Linked DNA regions of Mus musculus: region 2 is linked to region 1. The links are chromatin contacts, called in public HiChIP or PLAC-seq maps. All regions are on one chromosome and are shown on one strand. Each heading gives the region's core, a stretch centred on a gene start, on an enhancer-like site or on the middle of the called end of the contact. The rest is flanking DNA. Distances are from core to core; before and after follow the strand shown. Region 1 overlaps Gm45950 (a long non-coding RNA gene). Region 2 overlaps Gm31704 (predicted gene, 31704).

Evidence for each region. HiChIP or PLAC-seq counts read pairs in DNA pulled down with a chosen protein or histone mark.
Region 2: an H3K27ac HiChIP or PLAC-seq map of embryonic stem cells shows a contact between it and region 1, with 4 times the contacts expected there. The contact joins two enhancer-like sites. A contact is called at or near these places in 1 of 484 Hi-C or Micro-C datasets (gonadal supporting cells) and 2 of 115 datasets of contacts at active chromatin or transcription factors (both in embryonic stem cells).

Annotation. Positions count from the first base shown.
Region 1 is chr17:88,076,325-88,082,671 of GRCm38.p6, forward strand. The region is part of intron 1 of Gm45950 (a long non-coding RNA gene); the gene reads left to right. Among named protein-coding and RNA genes, the nearest start is that of Gm45950, 13 kb to the left of the region's middle. Within about 2 kb of position 3,652, at least 9 of the 459 cell types and tissues checked have an H3K27ac peak or open chromatin away from gene starts, as enhancers often do. A contact at or near this core is called in embryonic stem cells, where this site is marked.
Region 2 is chr17:88,610,218-88,616,564 of GRCm38.p6, forward strand. Gm31704 (predicted gene, 31704) reads right to left here. Exons shown (of 3, transcript NR_166677.1): 3 at 2,932-6,347. It also overlaps a transcript of Ston1 not described here. Among named protein-coding and RNA genes, the nearest start is that of Gm31704, 12 kb to the right of the region's middle. Within about 2 kb of position 3,089, at least 51 of the 459 cell types and tissues checked have an H3K27ac peak or open chromatin away from gene starts, as enhancers often do. A contact at or near this core is called in embryonic stem cells, where this site is marked.

The sequences.
Region 1 (6,347 bases), core at 2,402-4,901:
GATTTGGAGTTGTGGTCTGTGGAAGTCCTAGGAGGCTGAAATCAGAGCTTCCTGGGTCATTCAGGTAAGAATTTGGAAGGCAGAATGTGTAGAATGAAAACCATAGAGGCACTCAGAGCGCATGCAGTTTCAGAGGGGAGTAAGGACTGTACTGGGAACTGGGCTAGAAACCATCACATTACGTCTAACAAAGAATCTTTCTGGGCTCTGCCCATGTTCTGAAATTTTGAGTGAGGCTGGATTCAAAAGTAACGGAATCAAAAGCAGGTATAATGTGGCATCCCCTTTAGCCCTGGCACTTAGGAAGCAGAGGCAGGAGGATCTCTGTGAGTTCAAAGCCCTGGTCTGCAGAGTGAGTTCTAGGACTTTGAGGGCTATATAGAGAGTCCCTTTCTCGAAATCAAAACAAAAACAACAACAACAACAAAGCCCCACAAAACCGTAACGGACTAATTTGTTTGGCAGAGAAAAATCCCAGGTAGCAGAACATGCAGACTGTGTCATGATTACTGCCCCTGCTCATGTCCAGGTCAGCACAGAAAGGCAGAGCGCAAACACCAGACTGCTGTGCAATTTGGCAAGGAAGGAGAGCGAGAAGTTTTAACGTTGCAGGCAAGGATCCACGAGATAGCACAGTGGGCAAGGCCTTTGCTGCCAAGCCTGCACCCAGAATTTAATCCCCAGAACCTACATGGTAAGCAGGAGACCTGACTTCTGGGAGTTGTCCTCTGACCTCCACGCATACTTTAGAGTTTCCATTGCCAAGATAAAACACCGTGACTAGAGGCTGAAAGATGGCTTAGCAGTGAAGAGCGCTGGCCATTTTCCCCAGGACCGGGGTTCAATTCTCATCAACCACATAGCAGCTCACAACTATCTGCAACTCTAGTTCCAGGGGACCTGACACCCTCACACAGATATATATATATACAGGCGAAACACTAGTATGTATAAAAAATAAAATAAATTATATTTTAAAAACCTACTGTAGCTGATACTTCCACATCATAGTCTATTATCAAGAGAAGAAGGGGCAGAACTCAGGAACCTGAAGGCAGGGATTGAGTGATGTAGACGCCCTGGAGGAGTGCTGTCACTGGCTAGCTCCTCAGGGCTTACCCACCCTGCTTCCTTATACCTCCCAGGACCACCTAACCAGAGGTGTCACCGCCCCCAATGGCTGGGTCCTCCAATATCAGTCATTAGTCAAGACAATACTCCGTCAACTTGTCTACAGGCCAGTCTTATGAAGGCATTTTTCAGTTAAGACGTCCTCTTCCCAGACATGTCTTGCTCTGGGTCAAATTGACAAAATAGAAACACACACACAAGTGTGTGTGTGTGTCTGTGTATGTATGTGAATGTGTGTATAAACAATAAGAATAAAGTTGCAGACAAGATGGATGCAAACACAGATATATTTATTGAAGAGGTAACACTACCATAGCGAAAGTCAGTGCTCTACACTGGGACAGGGAGATGGTACACTGTGGGCAAGACTCCACCCGTACAGAAAAGCTCTAGTTTGTAGAAATACAAGCATAGTTGGGCAGCAGTGGCACATGCCTTTAATCCCGGCACTTGGGAGGCAGAAGCAGGCAGATTTCTGAGTTTGAGGCCAGCCTGGTCTATAGAGTGAGTTTCAGGACAGTCAGGGCGATACAGAGAAACCCTGTCTCGAAAAACCAAAAACCAAAACAAAACAAAAAAGAAATACAAGTATACATGAAAAGGGGAGTTGATCTGAGAATACTGCTGAAAGGATTCCCTAGTCCAAAGAGACCAACTATGGATGTGTTTGCTTGGATTCAGCCACCAAGGTACAGAGCAGCCGCTGTAGCTGGGCCCAGGGGCATGTGTGTGTGTGTGTTATACTGCATCTCAAGCTGGCAGCAGAGCTCAGCCCGTCATTGACATGGTTCTGGTTTTCATGCATTAAGTATGCACAAGTGAGGGGTCATGGAGACTCATGCCAATATTTCAGAAAGCCAGTAAGGCCAGGCAGTACACACAATGCAGGCTTTAAATTCTCTGAAAGGTCCCGACAGGCCAGTACATAGAGCTGGGAAGGTGACATCTAACTTTCATTGTGGTCCTAGGATGCTGGAGATGCCAGGACTGTGGGACATCTGCAGAAGGCAGCAGATCTGGAGGGGTGGGGGTGTCAAGAGCCACTGGGGCCCTGGCGATTCCATGTTAGGCTCAGACACAGAGCCACAGGGTTTGTGTTTTCCTTGCTTGATTTCAGTCTTCCTTTGCTCTGATCTTAACTTGCTATGTCCCTGTTCCTCCCTCTCAGAATGGAAATGATTGTACCGGTGCCACGTGTATTAAAAGTTTGTGCCGGGCGTGGTGGCGCACACCTTTGATCCCAGCACTCAGGAGGTAGAGGCAAGCGGATCTCTGAGTTCGAGGCCAGCCTGGTCTACAGAGTGAGTTCCAGGACAGCCAGGGCTATACAGAGAAACCCTGTCTCAAAAAACCAAAAATAAAATAAAATAAAATAAATAAAAGTTTGTAGCTTTTTCTTTGTTTTGTTTGAAAGGGGCGCACAGCTAAGAGAGTACCTTGAATGTCCGAAGAGACTTGGATTTTGGATTGCTGAAGTGTTGGGGCTGTTCGGAGGCATGGCACCAGAGAGATGGCCTTAAAGCTGAGTATTCAGGACTCACATGACACAAGGAGAAAAATTGACTTCTACAAACCCTCTCTGACTTTATCTGTTCTCTCTCTCTCTCTCTCTCTCTCGTTCTCTCTCTCTCTCTCTCTCATATACTACAATAAAGAAATAAATTAAAACATAATTAAAATTTTAAAAAGATTATGCAGGAACTTAAACATGGGAACAAATGCGTTTGTATTATGAGATGGCTTAAGCGGGTGGGGGAGGGGAGGGGAATGTATCTCTCAGGCTCAGGTGCCTAAGCATTTGTTTCTCAAGTAGTGGTGCTGTTTTGGAAGGCTATGGAACTGTTAGGAGATGGAGCCCCCTTTATAGGAATATAGGAAATGGATTAATGGGTTTGGACTCAGAGTTTTTTTTTTTTTTTTTTTTTTTTTTTTTTTTTTTTTTTTGGTTTTTCGAGACAGGGTTTCTCTGTGTAAGTAGCCCTGGCTGTCCTGGACCTCACTTTGTAGACCAGGTTGGCCTCGAACTCAGAAATCTGCCTGCCTCTGCCTCCCAAGTGCTGGGATTAAAGGCGTGCGCCACCACGCCCCGCCTGGGCTCAGAGTTTTTATAACGCTGCCTCTCTGTTCCTTTTCTGTTCCTGCCTGCAGACTGCAGTGAGCAATGTGATTTGGTGTTCCTTCCACCTCGCGTGCCTCCACTGGCTGCTTGGCTGTTTCCCTGTCTCAGTTAAGGTTTCTGTTGATGTGGATGAACACGGTGTTCAAGAGCAACTCGGGAAGGAAAGGGTCCCATTGATTTATACTTGCATATTGCTATTTATTATTGAGAGAAGTCAGAACAGGAACTCAAATAGGGTAAGAACTGAGGCCGGAGCTGATGCAGAGGCCACAGAGGGTGCTGCTTAGGGGCTTGCTCTTCAAACCTTGCTCAGCCTGCTTTCTTATAGAACCCAGGACACCAGCCCAGGGATGGCCCCACCCACAACGAGCTGGGCCCGCCCACTTCGATCAGTAATTAATGAATGCCCTACAGGCTCGCCTACAGCTTGATCTTACAAAGCGTTTTCTCAGAGGCTCCTCCCCTCTGTGAGGCCCTGTTGTGTTCAAGTTGATGTAAAACTAGCCAGCATGAGCTTTATAAACCGTAAGTCAAAAATGAAGTCTTCCCCAGGTTGCTTTCGTCTGGCAGTTAGTTTGTCACAGTGAGAAAAGTAGCTCACACAGGAAGTCAGCTAGGTGGAGACTGAAAACTCAGCATCCCAGTTAACCCCACGAGAAGAAATGCAAACTGAATTTAAAAATCACAGATTAGAGCCGGGTCATGTTCTGATAGGCATCCTGCTAGGGAGGAAGGAGATAGTTGGCTTCATCTTATGTTGCCTGCGTTAATCCCTTCCCCCACGGAATGCTAAGGTTGCCTTTGATGGGTAACAATACACATTTCTTATATGGGTTCTAGAACAGCATTCTGCGATTAAACAAGCAAGGAGATTTAGCATCGAGCCCTCAGAGTTCAACTTACAACAGCAAGAGGAATTTCCATTTTGGATTGAATTTTCCTGGGAATTTACCAATGGGAAAGGCTGTCTTCACCATTTTTTTTTTATTGTTGTTGTCGTTGTTTTATTTGGACTTTTGAAAGTATTTTTCTCTGCTGACCGATTTTGAACACTATGACTAGATGTAATTTCAAATGGAAAATAGACTCAGAAAACAGAGTTTTGTCCCAGAGTGCCTTGAGGTTAAGTTGATTAACGATGTGTTTGGATCTATAATGATCCATTATAGACTATCTTCAGAGGGCCAGCTTAACTGCGTAGATCTTTGGTCCTGGGAAGTTACAGTGAGAACCAATAGTTATAATCCAGAGGGCTGTTAATCTTTCTTAGTTGGACAATTCTCCGTGACAAGGAGTTGGTCAAACTCAGTGGTTAAAAATAATGGAGGCCAGAGAGGTGGATGTGAACTCTCAACATCTCTGCCAGAGCTCACCAAGCACGAATCGCTCATCCAAGCCTCAGCCCTTCCTCTGTGCTCTCACGGGATCTTCCACCTGGACTGAGGGAAGGCTGGACAGGAACCCAAGGCAGGAACTGAAGCAGAGGCCATGGTGGAATGCGGCTTCAGGCTTCCTCCCACGGCATGCTCAGGCTGCTTTCTTACACAGCTCAGGACCACCTGCCTGGGTTGGCACCACTCACATTGGGCTAGACCCTCTCACAAGAAAATTACCCCCAGGCCTTTTTTTTTTCCCCCAGCTAATCAGATGTAGGAATCTTTTTAATTCGGGTGTCCTCTTCCCAGAATACTCTAGAATGTATCAAGTTGACAAAAGCTAGCAACACACCTGATCAGAGACATTGGGGACAATTTCTTCGACAGAGGGAGTAGGATATTGAAAGGCATCTCTTATTTTCTGCAGGCTTAATGTTGGTGCGTTTATTTCCTGCCATTAGGAACAACAAGCTGGTATACATACATACATACACACACACACACACACACACAGAGAGAGAGAGAGAGAGAGAGAGAGAGAGAGAGAGAGAGCGCGAGTCATGCTCAAAGAGTAAGAAAATATAGAGATAGGACCTGATGATATAAAATGGCTTCCTCTTCTCCCCTCCCTGCTTCCAGTCATGACTCTGGCTAGGCAGTGTCACTCCTGTATGGGGAAAACTTAAATTAGGCGTGGCCATTGGGGACACTCCCCTTGAATCTTGGCCTTATCTTCGGTCTCTTCTGGCATATCTGATAAGAGTCTCAAGGTTTTGTTTCAGAGTAGGAGACTGACTGGAAGATTCAGTCTAAACTCAGGCATTTGTCAGCTAGCACAAATAAAATGGTGCAGCGGTTCTCTCTGGGAGTGTATGCTCTCTCCCTCGGGAAGCAGATGGAAGAAAAGATGACGGCAGGATCTGGATTTGGAACTTTACTGCAAATTTCAAAGAGTTATAGTGGAGAGGCAGCCTATTGTCTGCCATCCCTTTTTGCATTTTATTTATTTGTTTAATGTATTTATATTTGCGGGGTGTGTGTGTGTGTGTGTGTGTGTGTGTGTGTGTGAAGTTGAGGAATACTTTTGGAATTTGCCTTTCCCTGTCTACTCTGTGTTGAGGAGATTGAATTTAGGCTGTCATTTTGCAAGTCAAAAACTTTACTGGCTGTGGTAGTTTGAATAAGACGGGCCGCTCCCTCCCCACCCTCTCCATGTGCTCATATAGTTGACTGCTTAGTTGATGGAACTCTTTAATAGGATTATAAGCATTTAGGAGGTGTGGCCTCGTTGGAGGAAGTTTGTCACTGGGGGTGGGCTTTGATGATTCAAAGACCCAAACCAGTCCCCAGAATCCCCCCCCTCTCTCTCCCTCTCCCCCCACCAACTCTCTCTCTCTCTCTGGATGTAACTCTCAGCTACTGCCTTAATGCCTGCCCTTCATGTTCCCCAGTGAGAAAGGACTAAACCTCCCAGCCTGCAAGCAAGTACCCAATTAAATGCTTTCTTTCTTATGAGTTGCCTTGGTTATGGTAACTCTTCATAGCAATAGATCAGTGTCCAATACACTGGCTGAGTGTTTTTCTGGCTCCATCTATCTATCTTTTGGGACAGGGTCTTATATAGTCTAGACTGGCCTTGAACTCCTGATTTTCCTGTTCCCAATTCCTGGTGCTGGGATTGCAGGTATGTACAGGTTATTTTCTGCGTTTGAAATGTTTTA
Region 2 (6,347 bases), core at 1,839-4,338, 530 kb after region 1:
GGTACAACCCCACCGTCAGCACACAAATACATAAATATAATATTAAAAGAAGATACAGAGAAGACGATAACTATGTGTGTTCTTAAGTAGAGGAAGAAATCATTATGAAAACAAAATGCGATTGGATTTATAGATACATTTCTTTTTCAATTTCTGTGGCTTATGCATTAAAAATAGCCTTTCTACTATGGAGCTAAGTAAGCCAAGGGCTTTGTGGAAACAGCTCTGGGAATCTAACAACCCAGGGATCTCCAAGGCTGGCACACTGGCCACCGCTTATCCCTCTGATGCTTCCCCGCCCCTAATTCACCACAAACCATATCCAAAGTCAACTTGGAAAGTTAGAAAAATGAAAAGTGAAGTTACAAGTCTTGTTTTATTTTTCTTTTCTCTTCTCTTTTTTTCTCACCCCGTTCTCCTTTTTCTGAGACAGGGCCTTGCTACTCATCCAGGCTGATCCTTCCCTCTGCCTCTCCAGAGCTGGGATTATAGAAATATCCCACCAGTGCCCAGTTCAAACCTTGCTTATGTAGACCTCATTGTAGCATTGATACAGAGAAGTGCTCTAATCTGTAAATCTTTATATGCAGACCCATCTCTGCCCCTCTGCAATGTGCAGCTTCAGGCCTGTTGTTCATTTGTGGCTTTAAGCAGTGACTCTGCTAGGTGTGATGGTGTCCAGTCATGGGCAGGTGGCCATTTGGTCAGGTGCTCCTAATTGTTTTTTTTTTTAATTTATTCTTCTCCCATGCAATGCATCCTGACCACTACCTCTCCTTCCTCCCCTCCTCCCAGTCCCCACCACCTCCTCTCTACCCAGATCCACTGCTTCTCTGTTTGCCTTTGGAATGAGAGATGCTCTTAACCGTAAGTCAGAGCATTGCTGAGAATCAGATGACAGAGACCTGTCCTCCAAGAAGGCACAGACTTGCTGAGATTGTCACTTCCCTCCAGTGAGAAGGGACTTTGTGACATCATCCTCTTAGTCAGTCATCTTTGAATGTGAGCTGTATGGAGGAGCACTTAAGGTTGGGCCAACTTCTGCTGCCCGTGCTTGTCAGGATCTGCCTCCTCCTTGAGGCATACTCCCCTCTTCTGCCAGATGTTTTTATTTAACTTCTCACATGTGCTCACCTTGTGCTCCAGCTTCTGTGTCAGCTTGTCTGTCTGACTGGGGAGGAATATTTCCCCAACTCCCACAGAGGCAACTAGAGAGGCTCTGTATTGTATGCATCCTCCAAGGATAGAGTTTCCTAAACTTCTGGGAGCTTAGCTCCAGGTTGGGTCCTCCCTGAAGCAACCGATTCAGAAAGATATACACACACATTGATACACACGTTCATAATACAGTCACACACACATATTCATACATTCACACACATTTTATACACAAACATTCACATACATATTGATACACACACATTCATTGTGTACTTATTTGTTGGGCCCAGCAATCTGTTGCATCAACTTACATACTTACACACACACACACACACACACACACACACACACACACACACACATCCGTACTTAAGCACCAGTGCAGAAAGATCTCACTCATTCTGGATGAAAAATAAGGGGGAGTAACTGGGACCAGTGAGACCTAGGCACACAGGAACTCTGCCAGACCATTGGCAAGCATTTGAAGGTTGTCCTTACCATACAGAGAATTCTCTGGTGTAGTTAGTAAACTGTAATGGCTTTTCCTTCAGTATTGTTTTATAAGTGCTGAATAACCATTGTAGAATGTGTTCATGCACAAGATAATTAGCATGCATGTGTGTGCATGCCATACACACACACACACACACACACACACACATTGCATGTTCACAGTCACATTCCCCAAGACCTAGATTCTTAGAGGAAGATTTCTTCAAACCTTAAACTCTTTCTAAACACCTATCTATGTCTCAGTGGGTTACTGTTTAAATAAAAATGGACAGAATGCATGAACATGCAAAGTAGAGAAAAATTTGTCCCAATCATACTCAGAAGACAGGCACACCATAGCTTTGTTCCCACTTAACTGCAACAGGAAGAATATGGAAAGCATATCATATAGTTAGAGTTCACATTCATCTTTTCATGTGTATTATCCTGAGATTAACACTTTCTATCTCTGGGCCTCTCTCATTCCATTTGTCAAGTGAAATCTGAGAAAACACAGTATGCAATGCTTGCTGAATATTCTGGTTATCTCCTTATTTAAAAAAACAACAACAATAGCTTGACTTCTGTTCATGTGGAATGGACTCGGGACTGTCCAGTGTTGGCTTGATCATGGGCAGATTCATGGCAGTTCCTCAGCTTTTGACTGTAATGGGGCAAGAGGCCAATGGTTGTGAAGTGAGCATAGAGCTCACAGGTATGAGATGGCCGGGCAAAGCAGAAGCAGTGGTCAGTGCCTATGGCAGTATGTGGTTAAGGCTATCCACTGATGGAAGGAGGGTGGAGGGGGCTGGGCGAGGTGCTTCCAGGGACACGATGAAGACTCATCCTGGTTGGTTGAGCTGTGGGCAGATCCAGTGCAGGTTGTCAGCAGCTTTGGCTTAGCTGAAAGGTGGGTGAAGGAAGGCTGTTAAACACAACACAAACGGACCCTGGAGACTACATACAATAGGGTTAATATAAGAGATAAGAGTTTAATCCTGCCTAACTGAGAATGAAATGAACTTACAAAACAACGAGGTCTCTATCCATGGAAGATTCTATACAGTTTCAGGCTAATTCCCTAGTATCAATATTCCTAGCCAGGCAAGGTGGCTGTGTCTTTAATCCCAACATCAAGAACGCAGACAGGAACCTGCTGCGACCAGACTTACCTAACTGATGAGCTCCGATTCTCCGTGAGAGATTCTGCTTTAATAAACAAGGTGTAGAACAGTCACTCCTCACAACCAAACCAAAACATAGCAACCAAAGGCAATGTGAGGAAGACAGAGTTTATTTGAGCTTATTTTGGTTTTAGAGGGATGAGAGTCCCTAATGGTAGGGGAGGCATGGCATGAGGAGGGAGGGTGCCATCAGGAGGGAGGCGTGGCAGCAGGAGGGAGGGTGCCATCAGGAGGGAGGCATGGCAGCAGGAGGGAGGCGTGGCAGCAGGAGGGAGGCGTGGCAGCAGGAGGGAGGCGTGGCAGTAAGAGCAGAAAGCTAAGTCAACCACTGACTTGAAGCAGAAAAGAGGGAACTTGGAAGTGAAGGAAGACTTGCCCCTTACAGACCTACTTCTTTCAGCAAGGCTGTACCACCTCCTCAGACTGAGCCACCAACTAGGGACCACGAGTTCAAATGAGGGTTGTTTCTCATTCAAATCTCCAGAGGTGGGCCACGCCTGAGGAGTGATTCTAAAATTCACCTCTGACCTCCATACCCACGTGCACATAAGATGCCTTCTGACTTCCACACGTGCTGCACACACACACACACACACACACACACACACACACACACACACACACACACACACGGGGCGGGGAGAGAATGAGGGAGGGGAGAGACTCCAGAATTGGACTAAGTTAAGGCTTTAAAAAAAATTAATTCTAGGAGACCCTCCCCTAGACTCTCAGATCTCATACCTCTTCCTTTAGTGAGGTAGATGGTAGGGACGCACCAGCCATTTGTGGTGTGATATACATCCCAACACTTCATACTGCAATGAGTGAGGCTTCCTTCTCTGAGCCGAGCTGTCTCCCTTCTGCTTTCCTCTGCTGGATGAAGGTCTAACCTAGACCCTCGCTCAGGCTTGGAGAGGCTGTTGTAGGATCTGCACTGCCCCATTATCTTTCTTAGCTTTCTCAAAGCTACACACCTCACTTCAAATGCCTGCAGCATTCCTTCCTTCCTTCCTTCCTTCCTTCCTTCCTTCCTTCCTTCCTTCCTTCCTTCCTTCCTTCCTTCCTCCTTCCCTCCCTTTCCCTCTTTCTTCCTTTTTCCTTTTATTTTTTCTTTGTCCTCTTCCCTTTCTCTCCTCTCCATGCTAAATATTACCACATTTCTATGTATCCTGTCTTTTTTTTTTTTTTTTTTCTTTCCTCAAGTTCACTGCCTTTACAGCTTGGGATGTAGGTGGCTTGCAAGCTTCATTATGCACATGAAAAAAGAAGCCCTGATAGTGGCTAAGTGGCACACTTACTTTCCTGGCAGACCAACTGGGCCAGGACACAGTTTCTCAACTTCCTGGCTCAGCCCCTGGCCTGGACAGCACACTCTGTTTGCTAACAGCACTGTATTCACACGGCAGGAAAGCTTTTCTATGTGTGATCATTGGGAACCACTCCCAGGCCCTTAGAGATTCAGACTTTGAGCCTTTGCAGCAGCAGCAGCAGCAGCAGCAGCACTTCAGATGTCCAAGGACACACTCGTGCTGTATGACTCCCACCCCCCACCCCCGCCTCCATCTTTAAAGGTTGAGAGTCTGTCATTTTACAGTTTTGTTGGTGTAAAATTTTGGTTAAGAAAGATACAGTTCTGGGAATGGATGCTGGCATTAATTAACTCTCTCTCTCTCTCTCTCTCTCTCTCTCTCTCTCTCTCTCTGTGTGTGTGTGTGTGTGTGTGTGTGTATGTGTGTGTGTGTGCATATTTGTACAGCACATGGGTTACCTGTTTGGGGATAAGACCTTTTGGGGTTGGTCCTTGCCTTCCACCTTGTTTGAGACATGGTCCAAACAAGCATGAGCTAGGCTTGCTAGCCCTTGGACTTCTTCTGTCCCAGTCTCCTATCTCCCTATAGGAGCATGCTGGGGTTAAAGGTACTTGCGCTACTGTGTCAGAGTTCTCAGGATCCAAACTCAGGTCACACAGCTTGCATAATAAGCTTCTTTACACATAGATACATCTCCCCAGCCCATAGATGTTCTTAATGACAGGAAAATACATGCTGAACAGTGGTCAAATGGTTATATATATGTACACACACACACACACACACACACACACACACACAGGCATATACCACAAAAGTAGAGGCTTAAAAGTAGAGTCCCTATGCTGTCTTCTGGGTTGGTGGATGACGGGTTCAGCTGGGTGTCCCTACTCAGAGATTTCCCATTCCCCTGTGATTGCAGATACCGTGATGGCGAATGCCATACCTAACGGTATCGGTCAGGACACCCAAACCCCTGCCTCTAAGCCTTTGTCCCAAGGTTCCCCCAAAAAGCAAAGTGACATTCTGCCTATGCGTTGAACTGTCTCTTCTGCCATATTGCATCTGGTAGAGCAACCAGGAGCTACCCAGAATCAGAGTGATGGGGAACAACCTGACGGAGGAGGGGAAATGTGAGGCTTGGGAAGGGTGGGAGGGGAGATGTTCTTGAGGCCCTTCATCTTGGGGAAGCAACCAGCTCTCAGTGTGCTTTCAAGAGTCCTTGAGATCTTGAGTCAGGCAGGGAGGTACCCTCTTCTCAAGATTCCTTCTTGGGAGAGTGAATCCTCATGGTTTGTAGGAATTTGAAGGAATGTTGGCAATCCCTTGGGATCAGGGACTAGTTAAATGTAGAGTCAGAGAGAGATGCAGAGCTTTAAGAATACCATCACCCCTACTCACCCCTGGCTGATCAAGTCCTGGCCCGACAGGCTAGGGAACTTTTACAGGGGTTCTCTGTGTGCAATGAGCAAGAGAAGAATTCATTTATGGTGGAGAGATGGGTGTGGGAGCACCACCATGCTGGCTGTGGGAGAATCACTGAGCTAGGGTTAGGGTTGGCCAGTGGCCAGTACTGAGAGCTGGCTGAGCCCTTGCTGGGGAGGGCTGGATCTGTTAGGAGCTTATGTGTCTTGCCCAGCAGAGCTGTGCAAAGGCACCAGGGATGGTCTTCAAACATGCAGGAGTCACTCAGAGTTCAGAGACAGGGTCTACACAATCAGAATATGAAGTCCATGAAGTTAAATAGAGGCTTATGGGGGAGCCCCTGTCTTGGCAGATGTAGCCATTGGGAGAGCCCCCGTCTTGGCAGATGTAGCCATTGGTATCTGGTTGCACACAGACAGTCCATTTTTCCATGCAAGATAATTTCAAAGACTTTGGTACCTCCTGATATATGATAGAGTTCACATGCGGTTTGCAAATGTTCCCCAAACCTAGAAATATGAATATTATTAATATCTATTTTGAGACCAAGGCATCAAAGGAGGCCGATCTTTGATACCTGGTTTATAAGTAGGCCCTAAGTCAATGCTTTAAAAAAAAATCTCTAATTTTGTGATGGCTCAAGCATATTCACACACACACACACACACACACACACACACATTTGTGAATTCCGTGGGGGCGGTGAGAACAAAAGCAAGCACAATTTTGTTCTTTCATTTGGTGGGTGGAGCCGATGCATAGACGTGGGTGTTTC